Regions from separate parts of the Gossypium hirsutum genome. Here region 1 is linked to region 2. A link is a contact called in public Hi-C data. All regions are on one chromosome and are shown on one strand. The core of a region is the stretch at or near the end of the contact, and the rest is flanking DNA. Distances in the headings are between cores, read along the strand shown.

Region 1 (4,193 bases), core at 284-2,783, 92 kb after region 2:
GAAACTAAATGTTAACTATTTATTATAAAATTTCAAATTTTAAACAATTTATTATACCTTTTTTGAACTTTCTTATCACCATTGACTTCTATTTAACATATTCATTTTTAATTCGTAATTTATATTGCTCAAATTACAATAATGTTTTTACTCCAAAAAGGTCATGCTTGTGTTAAACAACATCACAAGATTTGTTTGTTAAAAACGCAATACTCTTTTTCTATGATTTAAAATATAAGTGTTATTAAATAATATAGTGTCTTATCCTTAACATCATTATCCAATTAAAAAAATATTGGTGCTATCAAAAATTAATTTTGAATAAAAAATTCAATATTTTTTACTAAGTAATGCATATTTTATTCAAAATTGATTGTTCAAGTATAAAAATTCTTGGTGCTACAATCGGTTGAAATAAGTCCCTAAAATTAATAGATATTCTAAAATCAAAGAATGTAATATGAAAAAATGTGCAATCCATTGAATGCAATCCCAATAATAGTAGAGATTTATAAAATTAGATTTAAAATTAAAAAACAAAAACAAAGTAAGATAAGAATTATAAACTTCAAAATTCGTTTCATATTATGAAATCAACCATATAAGCAAGAGAAAAAAATCATGGACCCAAAAACACAATAAAAGTAAAATAAAACAAGATATAAATTTTAAAAAATCCAAGCAATGAGACAAAAAATAAATAGGGATCGCCGTGAGTTGGATATTGGCTAGGCTCCCCTATCATATTAACTAGACTCATTCCCACAAAAAAAATATCACTCAATCCTAATTTCAAATAAATTATTTATTCTTTCTCGTTTGTACATTAAAACTTTATCTTGATCATGATGGACATTCACTTAATAAGATATTCATAACAAAATTCATTTAATACAACACATTTTAATAAATATAAACAATTCACCAATGTATAGCATAAGTAAGAATTTTAGTTAATTAATAATTAATCCAATAAATAAAATAGGAAGATCTTTAATTAATTACTTTCCAGAAATGGACAAATTTGAGCAAAAGTAGATATTTAAGAAATCCACTTAGAAAAAGAAAGCATCTACACATAAAATTAAGCTTTTTAACCTCAAGTTAAATCATTATTTTGGGTTAAATCAAATTTAGGAATTAATTTAGACAAAAAAAATTCAAACCCAATGAAAAGTAATTGTTAAATTCAAGCTCTTAAAAGTGATTTAACCTTAAAGCTTTTATAATATTTTTTTAATTTCAATCATTATAGATTCTGGCTAGACTTACGTACGAATTGGGTCGGTTTAGTTTGTGGCCCGACAACTCAAGTTTATTATTTGTATATTATAATAATATTAAACTTTTTATTTTGAAATTTATATATTTTTATAACTAAATTTAAATATATTTACTTTGAATTTAGATCCAACCGATTGTCTCGAAATCAAATATGGATAGTTCTAATCTAAGGTCGACAGATAATTGAAGGGTAATGCAATGCTAATCTGGTGAGTATTTGGGCTGGGTTAACAACAACACTAATCTGAGCCCAGATTATCCAGCCTATCCAATATATAAGGGCCACTTACACAATTTTCTCAAAATTGGCCCATATTATATACTAAAATGTAAAATGATGTTAAAGAAACAAAAAAAGAAAATTTATCCTGCATCTCCCAACTATGACCTAAACTCTAAATTAGTCATCAAACTTCAAAACATTCTAACTAAATCCTGAAAATATCAGCATTGTATCAATTACGTTCTTCTTCAACTTAACTATCAAATTGGGTGTTAAATGTTAGCTTAGATCTCATGCGGAACATGTTTGAAACATATGAATCAAAATCGAAACATGTTTGTACTTATCGCATGAACAACTTAAATCTAATGTGTTAAGAAAAAGAAGTAACACTTCAAAATTCTGATGACACTATTTTTACTTTAACGCATCAAATCTAAATTGTCCATGCACTAGATATGTGTGTTTAAAATTTAATTCACGAGTTTTAAACATGTTTTGTGTTTAATTCAAATTGACATTTAGCACACAAACTGATGCTAGAATAATAAAAGAATCTAATTAATACAATATTGATATTTTAAAGATTTAATTAAAATATTTTAAAATTTATAAACTAACTTAAAATATGAATCATAATTTAAGAATGGATGGTAAAATTAAACTAAAACCCCTAAATCTGAATAGATTTAATTCAAGAAAGAAAAAGACTTTAGTATCTAAATCTAATTTTGCTTATAAAATCTTCGACCCCAAATATATTTGCATTTCAAATCTATATTTTGGAACATATTATATATATATATTATAGGTGTCTGGGTAGGAAAAAAAATATAATTTTCTTTTAATTCATTATTTGGTAATGTTGATATATATATATTTGAAAAGTACATAATTTTTAATTAATATAGGTGTAAAGCCCAGATTTCGCCCGGGCCCAATAACAAATAAAATACCCATAGTCCATTTTACATAAAAAAATAAACCCAATTTTGCCAGCCCAAATAAAATACCTTAGGCCCAATACAACCCTAGCCCACAAACAATTTGTTGCAGCAACAAAGGAGAAACCCTAGGGCGCCGTTGACCGCCGCCTCTGTCCATGCGCGCCGCTTTATCTCCTCACACACCATCACCACGCCTCTGACACCTGCAAAGAAATTGAATACAACCATAGAGCATGCTAACAGAAATGACAGTAAATAGGCAGATAGAGGATAGTTTAATAATAGGATTCGGCTATAAAAGCCATAGGATCCCCTTGTAAGTTTTTTTTACGAATGCACATCAAAAAAATCAGAAATAGAACGGAGTTTTAAAAGGTTGAATCTGATTATATATAATATATATTATAGGTGTCTTGGTAGGAAAGAAATGTAATTTTCTTTTAATTCATTATTTGGTAATGGTTAAATATATATATATTTGAAAAGTACATAATTTTAAATTAACATAGGCATTTCTCTTATTTTCTCTCATCTCACCATTTCTATTTGAAAGGATTGATTTTTTATAATGAAAAATGATCTCACTTTTATTTTCCTCTCACTTTTATTTTCAACTAAGCGCAATCAATTTTTTTTCACTTTTCCATCTAGTGAAACACACCCTTAAGCATATTAGCAGAGTGATGGTTTTATTGTATGTGTCATGTTCTCTTTATTGTTCTGATCATCCTCTTAATCTTGGAAGGAAGATATTTATGGGCAAATTAGGGTTTAAAGTGGGTTCCTAATTAGGGTGAACTTGAAAATTTTTTAAGAGATTAGAATTAAATTGTATATTTTTTTATAATAGTAAAAATATAATTCTACTATTTTAATAAATTAAATATTTATAATTTTTAAAGGACTAAATCGATTCTTTATCATTTTTGAGAGCTTAAGTACAATTTTACTATTATTAAATTAAAATTTTAAAAATCTTAAAAGATTAAAAGGAAAATTTCTTATTTTAGGGGGTCGAGCCTCCTACTAGCCCCATCCCTAATATAATAATTACCATCTTAGTAGAGTTTAATCTAGACTTAAATCAAAATAAAATTAAATGTCGCCACATGGAATACCTGTGGAGTATAATAATTTTTTTTTTCAAACTTTTATCAATATATTGCAAATATTTAATCAATGTTAAATTTTTTAAAACCAAAAATTAAAATATGATAATTTTATTAAGATGTAAAAAAAGTATTCTCATTTAATAACAAAAAAAAAAAGAGAGAGAATAAAGTCTAAGTAGAATAATTAAAGCGAATTAATACATGTGGAAAAGATGAAAAAGAATCCTACAGAAAACGCAGCCGGAAAATGTTTAGAAAATTGGGATTCTCTTTCATTGTCGGCACAAGTTTTATTTATTTACTTATTTTATTGTGACGCAAATGCATGCGTACCCATTAGTCAAGAAAACTCCCCTCTTCCACTTTGGTCAAAAGCCAAATAATTTTCTAATTTCAATGAAATTTTAAAATGTAAAATTCTATAAGAATCATCAAATTAATTTTGATTTCGGGATCCATAATGATGTTATAATAATACTAATAAATTTACGGACCAAAGTACAGTTAAAAATTCAAAACTTTTAAAGGGATTATAACGATAGTTTAAGCGTGCTAAGACGCATTCATCTTGCTGAGAATAAATGATAATGAACGGTCAAACTCTGTCATTCGCGTTAAAAGAAGGTT
Region 2 (3,961 bases), core at 830-3,329:
ATTGGTCACTTTTAGTTTTTGTCCTTTTGAGATTTTGAAATTTTAGTCCCAACCCAAACAGTTACAGTTAAATTTACTCGGTTACATTCAATTTCTAGTCCTGTACTATGCGTACAATTGTTGCTTTAGCCTATATTCTCTAACTGGGTCATTCTAAGTCTATATACTTTTTGAATTTTGAAACTCCAGTCTTGATGCAAATGACTATCATTAATCCATTAACTGGATTTTTAGTTAGTAATATATGGAAATAACAAGTTGACATGGCATTACACATATGATAATATAATCGTTACATTAGATTTTAGAAATAGCAGAACTTAATTAAATGAATTTAACAATTATCGTTTGGTGAAAATTGAAATTTTAGAATTTGAAAAGTATATGAACTAAAAATAACCAAATAAAAATACAAGAACAAAATCCACAACTTTCGCAAAGCATAGGGACTAACGCAGGATTTAACCTATTGTTAAACACATATACTTATATTTCAATAATATGTAATGAATTATTAATATAAATAATACTATTATTTTATTAAAGATACAAAAAATATAATTTGTAAATACTTAGTAATAAATTTTATACAATATAAAGTTATGAAAATATTATTTAATAATTATTACAATATTTTAGGAGTTTTAAAATATTTATATGATTAATGCAATATTATATTAATTTAATACATGAAATTGTGTTTTGGGCATTTAAGATTAGTATAGTACTTTACAATTCATTTTAAACTTTTACGAAATATTAATTTAAAAATAAATAGTTTCATGATAAAAAGCTTTAAGCAATTAAAACTTATGTCAATATTTCTATTTAGAAAATGTAAAAGAATAAATTATTATATAAATCTCAAAATTATACATGAACTTTGATTTAATGTGCAATTGTATACATGAGTTTTAGTTTGATGCAATTATAGATATAAAATTTTGATTATGTTTCAAATGTATACATGAAACTTTAATTTTGATTCAATCATACACATTTATAGAAATAAATAGATCAATCAATTTTTATATTGGATAAATATAATTATTTCTGTAAACATAAGATGATGCTATATCAATAATTGTGTTAATAATTTGTGAGAATTGGATCAAACCAAAATTTCATGTATAAAATTATACAAAATCAAAGTTCATGTATAATTTTGATATTTATAATGTTATAACCTAGAAAAGTTATTTTTAGTAGTGAATAGTTTTATATTATTTATTTTATATTAATATAATATTTAAGTATTAATTTTATGAGAAAATATTTAGTACAATGGAGTTTTTAGATTTCACAATCAAATAAAATATTAGAAAATTAAATATTAAAAAACACAACTAATTTTTTAAAATAAAAAAAAAAGTATATTGTCAATGTATATTACTATTTTTTGTATGCTCGAGATGAAAATTTTCAATTCCTATTTTTTATTTTTTAAAATTTTAAAAAGATATTTTATTTTACACAAATTATGTATTAAATAATTATTTTAAAAAATAGGATTTATGAAATGAAAAATCTGGCAAACTTTTTCAAATGGTTCTATCCTTTAGAATAATTACCTTAATATGAAAATGATATTATTAAATTAAAAAATATAAATATTTCAATGTTTATGTCATATTACCGTTTGAAAAATCTATATTTACCAAAAAAAAAAAAGTCAAGATCCAATAAATTATGGAGATGTGAAATATGGCTGGTCCATCATGACAGCCGTGACAACCGCATTTGTCTGGCTGCTTTCTTTAAAAATATATCTAAATATTTTTTAGAAAAATATAACTCAGAATCATTTGGTACACTCCTCACTCAAATGCAAAGTTGTATTTAGAAAAAGGGATAATTATTAAAAATATAACTAAATGCAACGTTTATTTTAAAATCAATGACCAAGTTGCAAAGAAAATATATATATATATTTGGCTATTTTAAAAATCTACAACATGGTTACTCAAACAAAACAAAATCAGTGACATTCATGGAAGTAACATATAGAAAGTATGATATTTGGTCAACCGTCAAACATTGCTTCCCAGCAACAAATTAAATAGCTGAGGTTCATAATCATTACCAACTAATTACTTAAAACAGATAAGACTTGACAATTTATAAATATTTAAATTCCAAGTTAAAGAGAAAGAGAGGAAACCAGAAGTTTCTTTTTGCAGGGATTAGTAAGAATGGCGAAAGAGTTGGATGTTGAAGCTGCAAATAAGTCAGAAGATAACATGAAACCAACAGCTATCTTCAAGAGTACAAATGAATCTGTTGTTTTAAAGGTATGAACAGTGATTCTCTTTTTCTTTTTTTTTTAAAAGATTGTAAATTTTGAGTTTAGAATGGTTGTATTTTCATGGTTTGTTTTTTTACAGTTTGTTGATGTTGTTTATTCAATCAAGTTTGGGAAATCGGGTAATTATTTTCAGAAGAAATCAGGTTCAGGAGAGAAAGTGATCTTAAATGGGATTAGTGGGGTGGTTGAACCAGGAGAAATGTTAGCCATGCTTGGTCCATCTGGCAGTGGCAAAACAACACTATTGACTGCATTAGGGGGTCCCCTAGGTGGTTGCCTCAGTGGAACCGTAACTTACAATGGCAAGCCTTTCTCCAATTCAGTGAAACGAAACACAGGGTTTGTGACTCAAGATGATGTTCTATACCCTCACTTGACCGTCACCGAAACGCTCGTTTTTACCGCTCTGCTTCGATTGCCGAATAGTTTTAGTAAACAAGAGAAGATCATGCATGCTGAAGCTGTCATCAATGAACTTGGACTAGTTGACTGCAAGAATAGCATCATTGGGGACCCATTTACCAGAGGAGTTTCGGGTGGGGAGCGAAAAAGGGTTAGTATAGGTCAAGAAATGCTTATAAACCCAAGCTTGTTGTTCTTAGACGAGCCTACATCGGGTCTGGATTCAACTACGGCTCAAAGGCTGGTGTCGACGTTGTCGGAGTTTGCTAAAGGTGGAAGAACAATTGTGCTGACAATACACCAGCCATCAAGTAGACTGTTTTACATGTTTGATAAGGTTTTGCTGCTATCAGAGGGTAACCCTTTGTATTTTGGACAAGGATCGGCTACTATGGATTATTTTTCGAGAATCGGATATGCCCCATCAGTTGCCATGAACCCTTCAGATTTCCTATTGGACCTTTCAAATGGTATATGCTTTAATCTTATAGTGACAATTTTGCATACATATACTTCAGCTGATTTGAATCCTGTAATGTTTATATAGGTATTACATCATCAAATGAGTCACCAAAGGAACAAACCCTGGTGAAGACAACACTAGTTTCAGCATACAAGAGCAACATTGGTGAGAAACTAAGGGAAGAGCTCAAGGATAACAGCAAGCACCATCATGATCAAATGGAAAGCAAGACATTTGAAAGGTGGCCTACAACATGGTGGCAACAGTTCACCGTATTGCTTCAAAGGGGACTTAAGGAAAGGAAACATGAATCATTCTCCGTATTCAACACTGTTGAGGTCCTTGTTGTAGCTGTCCTATTAGGACTATTATGGTGGCAATCTGATGTAGCTCACTTGCAGGACCAGGTATGAATAAACATTGGATGGCATTGATATATGGGATGAACTTAAGAAAAATAGGCTGATATATGTTGTTAATTTTGAAAACATGCAGATTGGATTCCTCTTCTTTATTTTAGGATTCTGGGGTTTGTTCCCTCTATACCAAGCAATTTTCACCTTCCCTCAAGAACGTTTAATGCTCGAAAAAGAACGGTCTGCGGGCTTGTATAGGCTATCTTCATATTTCATGTCAAGAATCATATCTGATCTCCCCATGGAGCTTACACTTCCCATTGTTTTCATCACAATATCATATTGGATGGCAGGGCTTAAACCCACAGCAGGGAGTTTCCTATACACCCTATTTGCACTTATTTTATGTGTCTTAGGCTCTCAAGGCATAGGGTT

Evidence for each region. Hi-C and Micro-C count contacts between places; a contact is called where the count stands out from the background.
Region 1: a Hi-C map of leaf shows a contact between it and region 2, with 6 times the contacts expected there. The contact joins the enhancer-like site here to the promoter of LOC107916914 in region 2. A contact is called at or near these places in 8 of 34 Hi-C or Micro-C datasets (hypocotyl and leaf).

Annotation. Positions count from the first base shown.
Region 1 is chrD01:7,708,413-7,712,605 of Gossypium_hirsutum_v2.1, forward strand. No RefSeq gene overlaps it. Among protein-coding and RNA genes, the nearest start is that of LOC121214371, 6.3 kb to the left of the region's middle. Within about 2 kb of position 1,534, at least 1 of the 9 cell types and tissues checked has an H3K27ac peak or open chromatin away from gene starts, as enhancers often do. A contact at or near this core is called in leaf, where this site is marked.
Region 2 is chrD01:7,616,226-7,620,186 of Gossypium_hirsutum_v2.1, forward strand. It overlaps LOC107916914 (ABC transporter G family member 9), which reads left to right and starts at 2,080. Exons shown (of 4, transcript XM_016846290.2): 1 at 2,080-2,291; 2 at 2,385-3,177; 3 at 3,255-3,577; 4 at 3,666-3,961. The coding sequence starts at 2,193.